Regions from separate parts of the Columba livia genome. Here region 1 is linked to region 2. Evidence: chromatin contacts called from public Hi-C data. All regions are on one chromosome and are shown on one strand. Each heading gives the region's core, a stretch centred on a gene start, on an enhancer-like site or on the middle of the called end of the contact. The rest is flanking DNA. Distances are from core to core; before and after follow the strand shown.

What was found. Hi-C and Micro-C count contacts between places; a contact is called where the count stands out from the background.
Region 1: a Hi-C map of crop shows a contact between it and region 2, with 2.3 times the contacts expected there. The contact joins the promoter of ZFHX3 here to the enhancer-like site in region 2. A contact is called at or near these places in 2 of 2 Hi-C or Micro-C datasets (crop and liver).

The regions. Positions count from the first base shown.
Region 1 is chr13:5,326,266-5,332,796 of bColLiv1.pat.W.v2, reverse strand. It overlaps ZFHX3 (zinc finger homeobox 3), which reads left to right and starts at 2,752. Exons shown (of 11, transcript XM_065028232.1): 1 at 2,752-4,346. LOC110360456 (a long non-coding RNA gene) reads left to right here. Exons shown (of 10, transcript XR_010465803.1): 10 at 1-418.
Region 2 is chr13:5,219,633-5,225,911 of bColLiv1.pat.W.v2, reverse strand. ZFHX3 (zinc finger homeobox 3) reads left to right here. Exons shown (of 11, transcript XM_065028232.1): 5 at 5,473-5,580. Among named protein-coding and RNA genes, the nearest start is that of ZFHX3, 110 kb to the left of the region's middle. Within about 2 kb of position 3,266, at least 2 of the 3 cell types and tissues checked have an H3K27ac peak away from gene starts, as active enhancers do.

The DNA.
Region 1 (6,531 bases), core at 1,503-4,002, 110 kb before region 2:
GCATTATAACAGTACACATCAGTGCTGCATTTAGAATATTCAAATAACTATGGTACATATTAAACCTCAATTCTTAAAACCCATGAACATCTTCCAAATGCAAGATACTTCCAGTAATGTATCAACTAGGACAGCCCTTCCAATTTCCAATAATCTGTCCTCTTCTTTCATCCCCCCATCCCACTAAGGGGACTTGTCAAAATTTCAAATAACTACCCCACATTAAGAAATACGGAAAGCTTGATACATTTAATTGAAAATATTTACTAACAAACATGCAGTTTATTACCTTTCAGTATAAAATACATCTACATTAAGGATCTCCAAAATGGCAAAACTGACCGCAACTGCATTCCTTGTTCAAGGCTATGAAACAAACCGGGAACTTAATTACTTGAGTTACTATTAAAAATTAAAAAAAAAAAAAAAAAAAAAAAAGAAAAAAAGGAAAAAATAAAAAAATTTAAAAAGGCAATTTGAAAAGCTTCTTTAGATTTTCAAGAGAGATGATTTAATTCTGCTGCATTGCTGCCAGTAATAAAATAGTCTCTTACAGAAAGCTGAAGAAAACATATTCCTGAAGCTTGGATAGAGGTTCTTTACTGGTTCACTTCCTCCTAAAATTCCAATCCCACGTTCCCAGCGATCATCTACATTTTTCACCAGGGCTGGAATGGGGAGGGAAAAGCTGCTGGAAATAAAAATTTTAAATAATAAGCGCAGATGGACCCAAACAGAAAGTGGAAAATGTTACCGTAAAGCTAGAGAAATATTTATTAAATCAAAGCAGAGGTTCTGTTGGGACTGGAGGAATGTTGCATCCTTTCCTAAAAAAAAAAAAAAGAAAAAAAAAAAAGGAAAAAAAAAGGGGGGGGGGGGAAGAGGAGGGAATGGGGGGAGAAAAGAGAAAGCAAGAAAGAAAAAAGGCAGAGGCACAGCCGCCTCCTGGAGTTCCCCATTGTCCGGGGCTATAGAGAGCCCCAGAATGGCATTAAACTCACAAAAGGCATATTGTGCAGGGGACAAAAAAAGCCCCTTCTTCTACAATAACTTTTAGCTTCTTATTTTAGAAAATGACAAAGCTGTTGCCAGCGATGGCTGGTGAAACCTGTAGCCCAGCTCCCATCGCGGCTGGACGCGGCTGTATTGATCCGCTGTCCCGCTCGGAACGGCGGCCGCAAAGTTTGCACGGGAGCGCGGGCCGGGCCGGGCCGCGCTGCAGCGCGGGCACAGCGCGGGATGCTGCGGGGCCGCTCCGCCGCGCTCCGCGCCCGCCCCGCGCCGGGGCGACACAAAGTTGCGCTCGCTGCCGGCCGCAACTTTCCCAGCTCCTCCCGGGGAAACTTCGGCGCTGGCGGCGGGGGTCGAGCTCGCCTCGCCCTGCCCTGCGCGGGGCGGCGCGGCCCCGCCCGGGGCGCGGGGGCAGGTGGCCCCGCGGAGCGCCCCGCCGGCGCGGAGCGGTGCGGAGCGGAGCCGCCCGCCGGCCCCCTCCCCTGCGCGGCGCTGCGCGGCAGGGTGCGGAGCGGCGCCCCCCCCGCCGCGGGCTGGGGGCCGGCCGCTTGCCCCAAGTTTCGGTGCGGCGCCGCCGCCGCGCTCCCCCCGCCCGCTCCTGCTCGCTCGCTCCCTCCCCCGCCGCCTGGGCTGAATCTTATTGATCCAGAAGGTGGCTAATTAGCCCTTCCCGTCGTGCCTGGGTAATGAGGCACATGCGCACTGCACTAATCAGCCATTTTTTGCAGGAAACTAATTAGCAGAATAAAGATCCAAAGAGTTTTTTTTCTTCCCAATCATCAGATCTGAGTCCGGGCGCTTCCTGCTCCGGCGACCGCCAGCCCCGCCGCCCGCTCCGCGCCGCTCCGCCCCGACCCGACCGCCGCCGCCGCTGCTGCTGCCGCCGCCCGCGGCCCCCTCTCTCCGGGGGGCTGCAAACTCCCCGACAACGATGCTGCTGCTGGGCAGCGGCGGCGGCGGCGGCGGCTCCCGCTCGGCTCCGGCTGCTGCCCCCGGCTCCCGCTGCTGCTGCCCCGGGCCCCTCCGCGGAGCGCGCTCCTGCCGCCGCAGCCGCCGCAGCCTGCATGGGATCTGTAGCCCCCGCGCCGCCGCCCGGGATTAAAAGCGCCGCCGCCGCCGGAGCAGCGACCGCGTAAGTGGCAACTTTTCTGCCCTGTCCCCCGCTCGGGCTCCTCCTGCTCGGGGCGCCCGGGCTGCTTTGCATGGGGCTGGTCCGGCCCCCCCTCCCGCCCGCTCCCACCCACCGCCCCGGATCCCCCAGCAAACTTTGTGCCGCTCGCCGTCCCGGAGCCCCGCCGCCGCCGCCGGGGACGCGCAGGTGCCGGCGCCGCGGGGGCCGCTGCGCGCCCGCGGAGCCCCCGCCCCGCCCGCCGGCCATGGCCGCGGGGCGCGGAGCGGCGCGGCGCTGTTCGGCTTTGTGCGCGGCCGGGCGGGCGGCGGGGCGCGGGCATCGATCGGCGGGGGCCCGGCCCCGCGGGGGCTCCGCGCCCAGCGGCCGCCGCGCGTGGGCTCCGCGGAGCCGGCGCCTCCCGGGAGCCCGTAGGGGCAGGGGCGGCTCGGGCGGCCCCCGGGGCTGCCCCGCGGGGCTCCGCGCGGTGACGCGCTGGAAAACAAAAGGGCGAAGAAGTGCCGAAAACTGGCCCGGCCGCGGGGCGGCCCGACCCACCGCCCGCCCGGGCCCCGCGCCGGGAGCTGCCCGAGCGGCCTGGCCAGCCAGAGTAATTCTGATTTTTGTTTTCCGCGGGCAGACTCAGTTTTGGGAAGAATGCGGCTAGGGGGATGGGAGAGGTGAAGGCAGCAAACGCCACTGTAGGCCGATCCCCCCCTTCTCAGTTTCAGTTTTTAATTACTTAATGCTGAATCGCACGGCGCTTATCTAAATATTTGCAAATGCTCTTTCCTATTGATTCCTCTGAATAAACTGTGCTCCTCGCCCTCGGAGGGAAGGCGATTCGTGCTCTCCTGAAACTAACCCTCCAGAGGAGAGTGTGTTTGTGTGGGGGACACATACGGCTGTATGGCTGTGTATAAACGCGGATGTACGTAGCACACACACACACGGGTTTCTTAGTGTGAATTATTTATAATTTGGCTTGCGTGGTTTTTTGTGGTTTTGTGTTTTGTTTGTTTTTTTTTTTTTTTTTTAATTGTTAAACTCCCTCTGCTCTTTTTAAATTTTTATATTTTTTTTTTTGTAATTCCGAGAAAGGTCTGTTTCTCTTTCAAGCTCTGGGTATGTCCTGTACTTTGTGCGGATATGTAACATATACGCGTCTCTTCCTCGGTCGTCTGTCTGTCTTTCTCTTCTCGCTCCTGTTTAATATGGAGCAATTTTCTGGAGGCTCAGTGACTCCCTCCTTAGGGTCACATTGAGTTCGAATCCGTCTGAAGGTGCAGGAATCCTGCAAAGGGGGCAATAAGAGAATAGGGAGAAAAGGGTCAAGTTGGCTGCTTAGACGCCAAAACTCCCACAGCTGCCTTTAAAAAAAATATATATATGATATTTTGCTTTCCTCGCCATATTATAAATTGTAGCCTCCCCTTTCAGGTATTTTCTTTACAGCTTTTGCCTCCCCCTCCTGTGCCCCCCCTGTTAGGGGAGAAGGGGGGGAGGAGGGAAAATAAAAGGAAAAGAAATGGAGGGGGGGCAAAGAGGCAAAAAAAATAAAACCCATTGAGTTTAGGCAAATAAGGTTTGGTCTCCGTATCCTATTACAAAGCACTTTGAATATGCAAGACATCACACAAGACCAGTTATTCCAGTTACGACAAACTTAAAAAGAGAAAAAAAGAGAGGCATGTTTAGATTATAATTTGTTAGAGCAAGAATCATATTTAAAACTCTGTCTTTTAATTTTTTTTTCCAGCCTTGCATTGTCTCCAGCCTTTTTCTGCTGTCTAGATTTTTTTTATATTATTATTATTATTATTAAAATCTTTCTGTTGAGTTTAGGAAGACTGCTGCGAGCAACACATTTTCTGTATTTTTGTTCCTGTATCTTGGAGGAGAGTTGGCAGGGATTTTGTGGTTTGCAGTTACACAATATGTTATCATGTTTTTAATCACTAAATCATTGCAGTGGTTATAGATTTACAGTCTTAGGGTATTACGGAGAGGAGCAGCGCAGCTTGCATGTACAGGAACATACGAGAGCATGCAGCTAACATGCTCGTGAACTTTGCTGTTAAATTGTTTCCCGGCCGAGCTTTGGCGCAGAGGAGAGCGAGCGTTTTGGCATCACCCCTGCACGCACTTGAGGAAAGTTTGCGCACCTCTCCCAGCCGGGCAGGAGCTCCGATGGGTGTCCTGCGCGCCCCGTCCCGCGGTGCTGGCGGTAAGCGGCGGGTCGGGGGGGCAGCCGGTGGGCTGGGGCCGCCACCTGCGCTGGGCCGGGGCCGGGGGGAGCGTGTTGGCCGCCCCGCCAGCCGCGCTCCACTCCCGTTTCCCCCTTTATTATGTAACAGAGCCCTCGGCAGCATTAAAAATTCAGCATTACAAGCTGATTGTAATGCTCCCTCATTAGGGAGCACTGTCTGGTCCGGCATTAAGGCAAGACGGAGCGTGGCTTTTTGGCTGCAGCACCGGCAGAGGCCGGGGGCAGCCACACAGCGGGTGTCCTGGCCCTGCGGGCGGCAGCAGGGCTGTGCTGGGCTCCCCACCGCTGGCCGGGCCCGGGATCCCCCGCTGCCCCCTGCCCAGGGCTTTCCTCAGCACCAGCCTGGGTGTGGGGACACCGCTCCCAGCCGCCCTCCCAGCCGGGTCCCGCTCTGCAGGCCTTCAGCCAGAAACAAAAGCAAACAAAAGGCATATTAGAGGGGAGAGAAACTCTGGCTGGACACAGAGATTGCTTTGCTGTATTTGTAATTCTTTTTTGCTCTCTTTCCTTTTTAAACGGGGTCATTTGGGGAGGAGTGGGCAGCAGGAGGTTTGCTCCATCCCCTCTCCGGCACAGCGGCCGTGGCGCTGGCAGCGGCGCTGGCCCTGGGCTGCCGCAGCCCCCGTACCTCCCTCCCGCCCGTCGCTGCCTTTTGTTCCCGCAGGACCAAGGTGCTGCTTGGGCAGGCGGCGGCGTGGGCGACCCCGCGCACGCCTGGCACCTTCTCCTGGCCTTGTGGTGGCTGCTGTCAAACCAGGGCCTGACGGCGTCCGCTTTGACAAAAGCAGAGGCGCGTGTCCCTCTTTCATCTCTCTGCTTTGACCCCCGCCCCGGTTCCCGTCGGTGTCGTGCTGGAGGCCGGGAGCAGCGCGGGGGCGCAGATTTACTTTGGGCCTGGCACCAGCACTTGAATGGCTTCAGCGGGGATCGCTAAATCCTGGACTGGTGGACATATGGTTGGCTGTGTTAGCCTCCCCATTAACACTTCTGCTTTCCAAAATAATAATAGTAATCATAATATTAAAAAAAATGTTGTGTGAAGATGAAAAATGACTAGTGGGCTTTTACATCAACTTTATTCACACGCTGTTCTGCTGGGGCTTGACTCCCTAACGTCAGCATTTCTCCCGCCGGTGTCAGACTCGCTCATCTTCTCTTGGGCGCTGATGGTGGTGCGTGTGCCGGCCCTGCCGCGGTGCCGGGGCCGTGTTTGCGCTGGAGAGATTGGTGTAGTTCAGGAATGGACTGGGAAGAGGCCGAGCATTTCGCAGCTCCCCATTTCCCTTCATCAGAGCGTGGCCGAGGTTCAGCCTTTGTGTGGCTTTTGGGGCCACGTGCTGGTGGGAGACGTGGGCCACGAACAAAGCTGGGTGCCGCGCAGGGGACCCCCACACTGCTCGTGGGGCTGCGCCCCGCCTGTGCTGTGTTCTGACCGACCGACCATGGGGACTTTGGCCTGGGAGAGGCCTCGTGGCTGGAGTGGGGTGCCGGTGGGGGCTGCCCCCTCTGCCCTGCTCCCGTTTCCTCATTGCGGGGTGTCCCCCGCACTTCTCTGGGAGCCCCTTGGGGATGCTGGCCCTGCCATCCCCGGGGAACACAGCGCGGGGAGGCGGGTGAGAGGAGCTGCTCCAGCGGGGATGGGGCTGCCCTTCCCTCCTCCCTCCCTCGCCAGCCAAAATTTGGGCCGGGTTTCCTGCATGTGGCAGTGATGGGGCTGTCGTGGCAGGAGAGTGGGAATCAAAACATCTGTGCACAGGCCTGGGTGCTGCAGCCTCTAATGGTTTTGACGGAGCTGTTGTGGTCTGTTGTCTGGAAAATCTGCATTCTGCGCTGTGCCCGAGGGGGGCCGCGGCACCGCAGACCGTGGCGGTACCTAAATATAACCGCCTCGCGCCGTGGGGTGAGGTGAGGGCAGGAGGGAGCAGGGCCGCCCGTCCCGCCTCCTGCTTTGTCTCTGCTCTGCGATTCATGCATTTTTGTTTGCTCCCGAGGTTGGGTTTGTGTGTAGGCAGGGATTGGAGAAATAGATAAATTCCAGCTAGTTTAAAAAAAAAAAAAAAAGGCAGGGTGGATGAGCTGGGCTTCCCTCGCTGCCGGGAGGTGACGGTCCTTGCCACCGGGCCGGGGATCCCACTGGCTCGGG
Region 2 (6,279 bases), core at 2,017-4,516:
TTAATCCAAGATACATGTGGCATTATTGCTGTTTCTCTGCATCCTTTTGTCAGATGATGGGACTCACCCACCTGTGTTTGCATCAGGGCTGCAGTCCATGGCGCTTCTCTCGTAACCTGTGCCTGGTGCATCCTTTTCACTGCTTGGAGTCTTGCTTTTCCTATTAGAAAAGTGAAAGGAATAAACAAGTTTATGTAAAATAATCCAGTTAGGTGCTAGCACAGAGTGTATTTGTGAGCCGCCCGTTCTGAGCCAGCATCATCATCCCAGCGGGGTGCACTTTGGGGACAGCTGGGCAAAGCCGCTCATAGGGTGAGCAGCAGTGGCCGGTGCCCTCTGGCCCAGCACAGCTAGCGGGCTGAGCCCTCCTGCTGCCCCGCGGACCTGGACCGCGGCACGTCTCCTGCCGGGGCGCTGGGACCGGGCGTTTGAACCCGTGCGAGCAGCCGGGCCGGGCGGCAGCCCTGCGGGGTGACCTGGCCCGCGGCAGCTCGCGGGGCCGGCGCGGCACGCGTGTCGGTGCATGTGCAGCGCACAGCTGGCTGCACACACGCCGGGCTGTCACCTCCCGGCAGCGTCAGCTTGCACAAGTCAGACGGGTCTCAATCCTGTCGTTCCATAGGCTTTTTTGGCTACTTATCCTGAAAAAAGGGAGCATCAGGGATTCTTTTTGTTTCAAAGGAGAGACCCTGTGTACAATTAAAACTTGTTTCTGGTAAACCTCATTCCAGGAAAGATGAGCTTTTAACAAAAAGCTTTTGACAGCTGCAGGGTATTTCATTTTTTTTAATGCCAAATGAAAAATCAATACATTTTTCTAGGTTATACATATTCAGAACAGGCTTGATATTTCCATTATAATGGAAAATGGGTGTCTGCACATCTCGCCTGTCAGAGCTGCACCACCGCATTTTCCAAGCCACTGCTAAATATTTCAAACCTGATTTGATTGTGGTTCATGACAGCTAATGTTTCTCAGCTCTCGAGCCTGCCGGAGGGTGGGGAGGCGAGCGCACGCTCTTTCTCTCCCATCCCTACATTTTCGCCACCCCTGAAATGCCCCTTATCCCTTTGGATAAAGATCTGGGTTTGTTAAGGAAAATCCAGCTGAGAGGAGAGCTGGGAGGTCTTGCACTGTTCAAGCTGGCCTGGATCCAGCTGGGGGTTGCTGACTTCTACCCTCAGACTTTGTGGGTTTTGAGAGGGGCAGTGTGTGTGTGTGACGGTGTGCAGGGACCCGGCTGCATTTTCAGAGTGTACCTGAGTCAGAGATTCTCTGACATCTGCAGATGTCAGATACTCATGATTTTCCAGACTGTTTTCCTCTCTTCCCCCTACCATAGTGAATGGCTTAATTTTAAATTAAAAGGAAATGCCACTGTCTAAAATTATTTATTCATGAAGGAGGAAAAGACTCTTTCTAAGATTTTGCATGGGCAGATTGGTGCGGTGGGAGAGCAGGCTTCTTGGATGCCAGGTGCCCCGCAGCTACACGTGCCCGTTCTTGGTGTTGATCCGAACCCCAGTGGCTGGAAAATCTAAGAAAATTTCTCGATAAAGCATCATGGCCTTGCAGATGGCAGCCTGGTACGGGGACCCATGGGCAGGTTGTGTTTGTATTTCAGTGGGACACAATCCCCTCCATGCAAATCCCAAAGCAAGAACTCTTGCACCCACCCTGGCAAGCTCCCACAGAGCATGAAGCCGCCTTGTCCTTCTTGAACCCCACATGCCGGTGTTTCTGGGAACCAGAGGCACCGGTCTGGCACCTGCATCTTCTGGGCATGGGCTGCAGCAGCATCGCTGCCATTCCAGAGCCCCTTGTTAAGGTTCCCAGGTCAGGAGTCAACCCCATCCCCTCTCACAAAGCATCTCTCTACAGAGCTCCCCACAAGTCCTGGTCAGCCCCCCAGTATGCTGCCGAAACACTGCAGAGACTTATCACCCTCTGGATACCAGCTCTGACTCGGATACCTTTAGGGATGTACGGTCTTAAGCTGGGTACCTTTTTAATGACAAAACGACTGGTGGAGTTTTTATCAGTCTTCTTAAGGAAAACAATTACGTGAGTGAGTCCCAATAGTGTGTATAGCTTCAAGGAGGTATGGTCAACCAGTAACAATATGGTCATGGTTTGGAGATAAATTCCCTACATCCTGCTGACCATGGCCTCCTGCAGCCTTTGGGAGCTGTGGTCACGAGGCTTCATGCTCAGCTGCGGGTCTGTCATATGGGGCTCTTCAGATGTCTGGTAAAAGACAGTGGTAAGCTCTGCTCAAACACAGCATGGGAGCAATGTGACACCAGGATTTGCAGGTAGTTAAAATGGAAGCTCAGAGCTCCTTGTTGCATGTGCAGTGGATTGAGGAGAAAAGCAGACCTTTCCCTCCCAGCTATGCTGCTGGCCCTGTCCTCTCAGAGGGGTGTCCCAGGGGAGCACAGGAGGATGGACGGTGGGTGCCATTGGTGTGTGTGTGTTTGCTGCCATCGCATCTCAGGAACGCCTCAGCAGCTGCAGCGCTGTCACCAGAGCGGGGGTGCATGTGTTTGGGGAACAGCACCTTTGCTACACTGTGTTTCCCATGCTGGAGGATCTCGCTGTTGGTAGCTGGTGGGATCACCCGTGGTGCCCTGTATGCGGTCTGTTGGCGCTGGTTCTCAGCGGTTCGCAGCTCTCTGCGGTGCACATGGCCAGCCGAGGAGTAGCGCAGTGAGGACGCTCTCCCCACTGTCCCGGGCTCAGCCGAAACGCTGCAGCTGCAAGACAGGCCAGGCTGAGCATGGTGAGCAGGGCTGCAGCAGGAGGCTGCGGCAATGGGATCCTGAGGCAGCCGGGAGTGAGCGCTTCCCTGAGGCTCCTCACCAGGCGCTGAGTCCCAGGGTGTCCCCAGTGTGTCCCTGGGGTGTCCTTGGGTCCCTGGTGCAGGGAGCTCCCCAGGTGCTGGTTGAGGAGCAGGATTGTCCTCGGCACAGGCTCCGGGAGCGAGGAGCCAAGAGCAGCACTAGGGCCCTTCCCAGCGGAGCACAGCCTCTGTGGGCAGATGTGTCTGGTGCTCTTCTCCCTTCCATCCTGCTTTGAAGAAACCAAACACTTCAGAAAATATGAGCTCAGGCGGGAGGGGGAGGAGGTGTAGAGGCCGCTGTGCTCCCGAGGTGTGTGCGGGAGGCAGCTCTGGTCTCGCCGGGGCCGCTGCGGGTCGGGCTCAGGGGTGCAAGGGTCCGCGGGGGCTCGGCTGGAGCTGTGGGACCGGCACAGGGGCTGCAGGCCCAGCGGGGAAGGAGGATTTGCCATTTGTAGCCTTGTTTTTTAATCATTTTCTGCCATTATTGGTATTCATAGCTCACATTTTTCCGGTTACTGTCAGCCTGGGCTTTCATCCATTTTAAAGAGCTATTTTTTCCCTTGTTGATGATGATGATGGTATAAAGACAGATGGTGTAACTGCTTATGAATGTCCTATTTTATTCCCCTCGAACCAGACAGTGCACTTGAAAACGTGTATTATTTCCACATGCTCAGGTTAGAGCCCAGACAGTGTCTGAGCAGCAGCCGGCCGCCCTGCGCCTCCTGCTCCAGGCCGGTGCTGACACCTCCGGGCGGCAGCCGGGAGTGCGGCCGCGCTGGGCCCTTTGTTCGGGTGGGGGCAGCGGGGCGCTGGGGCCATGGGGGCAATGCGGTGGAGGGGGCAACGGGGGCCAGGGGGGCAACGGGGCCGTGGGACGGTGGCTCCCACCCACCTCTGTCCACACATCTGTCTGCAGCAGGCAGGGCACTGGCCCCAAGGGAGCACTGGAACCGGCAGAGAAAAGCTGGGTGTCCAGAGAGAGGTTAAAGTGAGGATTTGAATAAATAATAGAACCCCTGTAATGAAGGTTTTTAATAAAACCAGCCAAAAGCTGCTTTCTGTGCCACTGCCTCAGTTGAAGAGACACTGTCTCACCCTGCATGGCAGCAGTTTGAAGACAGCAAGGTGGTTGGGTTGGGTTGAGGGGGCCATTTGTTGGTTTTGTCCCCAGAGTGGAAAAAAACTGGAATTTTAAGTTCTGAAACATGAAGCCAGCTGCTGAGTTCCAAGCCCTTCCCTCCAGCAAACTCGGCCACTTGTCTCACAGGCAGACTGCACACCTTGCCCTTGCATCACCAGTTTGTATGTTCTGACGTGTTAGGTGCTTTGCCCGGCGATGGCACCCAGCGCACCTCTTACCCGGGGGTCCTGCTTTGCCTGGCAAACACCACTGGGATCCCTGCAGCTCCTAAGAGTTTCCAGCTTTTAACAGAGTAAAACAGGGGTAGAGTGTAAATCACAGTGCTTCCACTTAATATCAGTGCTGATCGCTGGATGCTTTTACAAGTCCCTCCCTGATTTAAGCTGTCACATTCGCCAAGGGCACTGCTGAGTATCTGCAGCCTCCTAATATATATTTTTAATCCTGATTTCTAGCCCTGTCTTTGTTAGGGGGAGGATGGAAGGTGGTGCTCTAACTGGTCAGGTAGTTCAGATGAAACCTCAGGATAGCATAGGATTTACCATGACCAGATAATGCGAGTTAAAATTATGAACTGTCCTGCCTAAAAGAGGATATAATGGCTTAAGAGAACCCTTTCTTCCCAGTGTTGATGTAGCCCCTGCCAATTATGTGGTTGCTGTCAAACTGCAAGCACTAGACATACATACCCGAGGTATTAGATGGTAACGCAGCTGCTGTGGCGCGGTGTCCCGCTGGCGCGGGTGCCTGTGCGCAGAGCGGAGCTGTGCCGTGTCGACACGCTCGGTGCCACCGCCTCGGCACGCCGGGGCTCTGGCTGACAGCCATGGCAGCGGCACTTTGTGTTCTGTTCTGAGCTTTCAGCGCTTCGCTTCACCGAGTATTTTTTCTCCTTCATGCTTTTGCACCTGTATGATCCTGCCTGTGTTCAAACTCTTCCCCTGGCTGGAGTGGAAATGAGCCCCCAGGCCTCGTGTTGGGTCTGTGGCCGCAGGCGGCAGCGCTGCTTCTTGTGTTGTCTGAGCAGCAGTGAGTGGGGGCATTTCTGCAGTGAATTAGGGATCTCGGTGACCAGGGTTGGTGCTCTGCAGTGCTGTTCGGTCTAAAGACCTTGAGATGGGGATGAGGAGGAAGGCTGAAGGTGCTGGAGGCTCCCGTCAGTCCCTGGCACTTCTCTAATCCATGGTGTGATTGGGTAGAAACTTCTTATACCAGGGAACTGGTTTGCTGTTTGTTACACCACAGGGGACAACAGTACCTATAAGTGGTAGGAGTAGGTGAGATTCTTCATCCCTCCCATTTTTCCTCTGCCGTTTCTCTCTTGCCCAGCTAGCAGGTGGTGTGGGGAGAGCGTGGGTGATGCTGGAAATGGCCACTCGGCTCTTGTGCTTCAGTGCTGGCAGTCGCTCTTGTCCAATGGCAGTTACTTGCTCTTCTGTTTTGACTTCCATTTTTACATTACACTTTCTGCTTCTCTTGTTTCAGAAGAATCCGTTGAAGATGTGGAAGGGCCCAATGAAACAGCTGGCGATGCTGAAGAGCCTGCTAAGGAGCAAGAGAGTGGAGGGGACAAGGACCAGAGTAAATGGACAGGTGGGTTTTGGTCCCTCTTTTTGTTTAAAACCAGGAAAGTGGGAAGAGCAGTGGTGTGCAGAACTTTTCCCTTCAACAACCGCACCACAGCACTGTCAACGTGACGTGTTGTCCTCTGAAGCCTTTGGGTGCAGCTTCGTGACACACTCGTGCGGTTTGAGCCAGGTCAGTGACATCCCCTGGGCAGGGGTGGTGGGTCAGAGCTCCCTGTGCTCGGGCACTGGACCCGGCTGGGGCGGGACGGCCGCTGGGTGAGGAGCAGGGGGAAGGGGCTGCCCCTCCGGGCAGCCGCCAGCACTTCAGGTGGATTAAGCATATCGTGAAACCCACTCTGTGTTGTTAACACTTGAGAGACTATTAGTCTGCTTTTCCATCACGGTCCTGGCTCTGACAGCAAGATTTTGATGAAGAGAGGCAGATCCTGAGCTCAGTTAACTGCTCGCTTTTTGATGAAGCCATGACATCCTGAAATGGAAACTGCAGATGCACAACAATACTTAGGTTGTTGCAGTGGACTCTGAATGGTGTCTCTTTGCAAAATCCTTAGGTGGATTAATTATGAAGGTATTAGGTTCCTCTGTCTTTCCCAGAAGATAGTTGCTGTCTTGCAGAGGTAAGTGCGAGGAATCTTTTAAATATTCCTTGCCTTTGAACAGAGAAAACTGCGAGATTGTCCTCCTCTAGAGAGGGCTGTTCCCC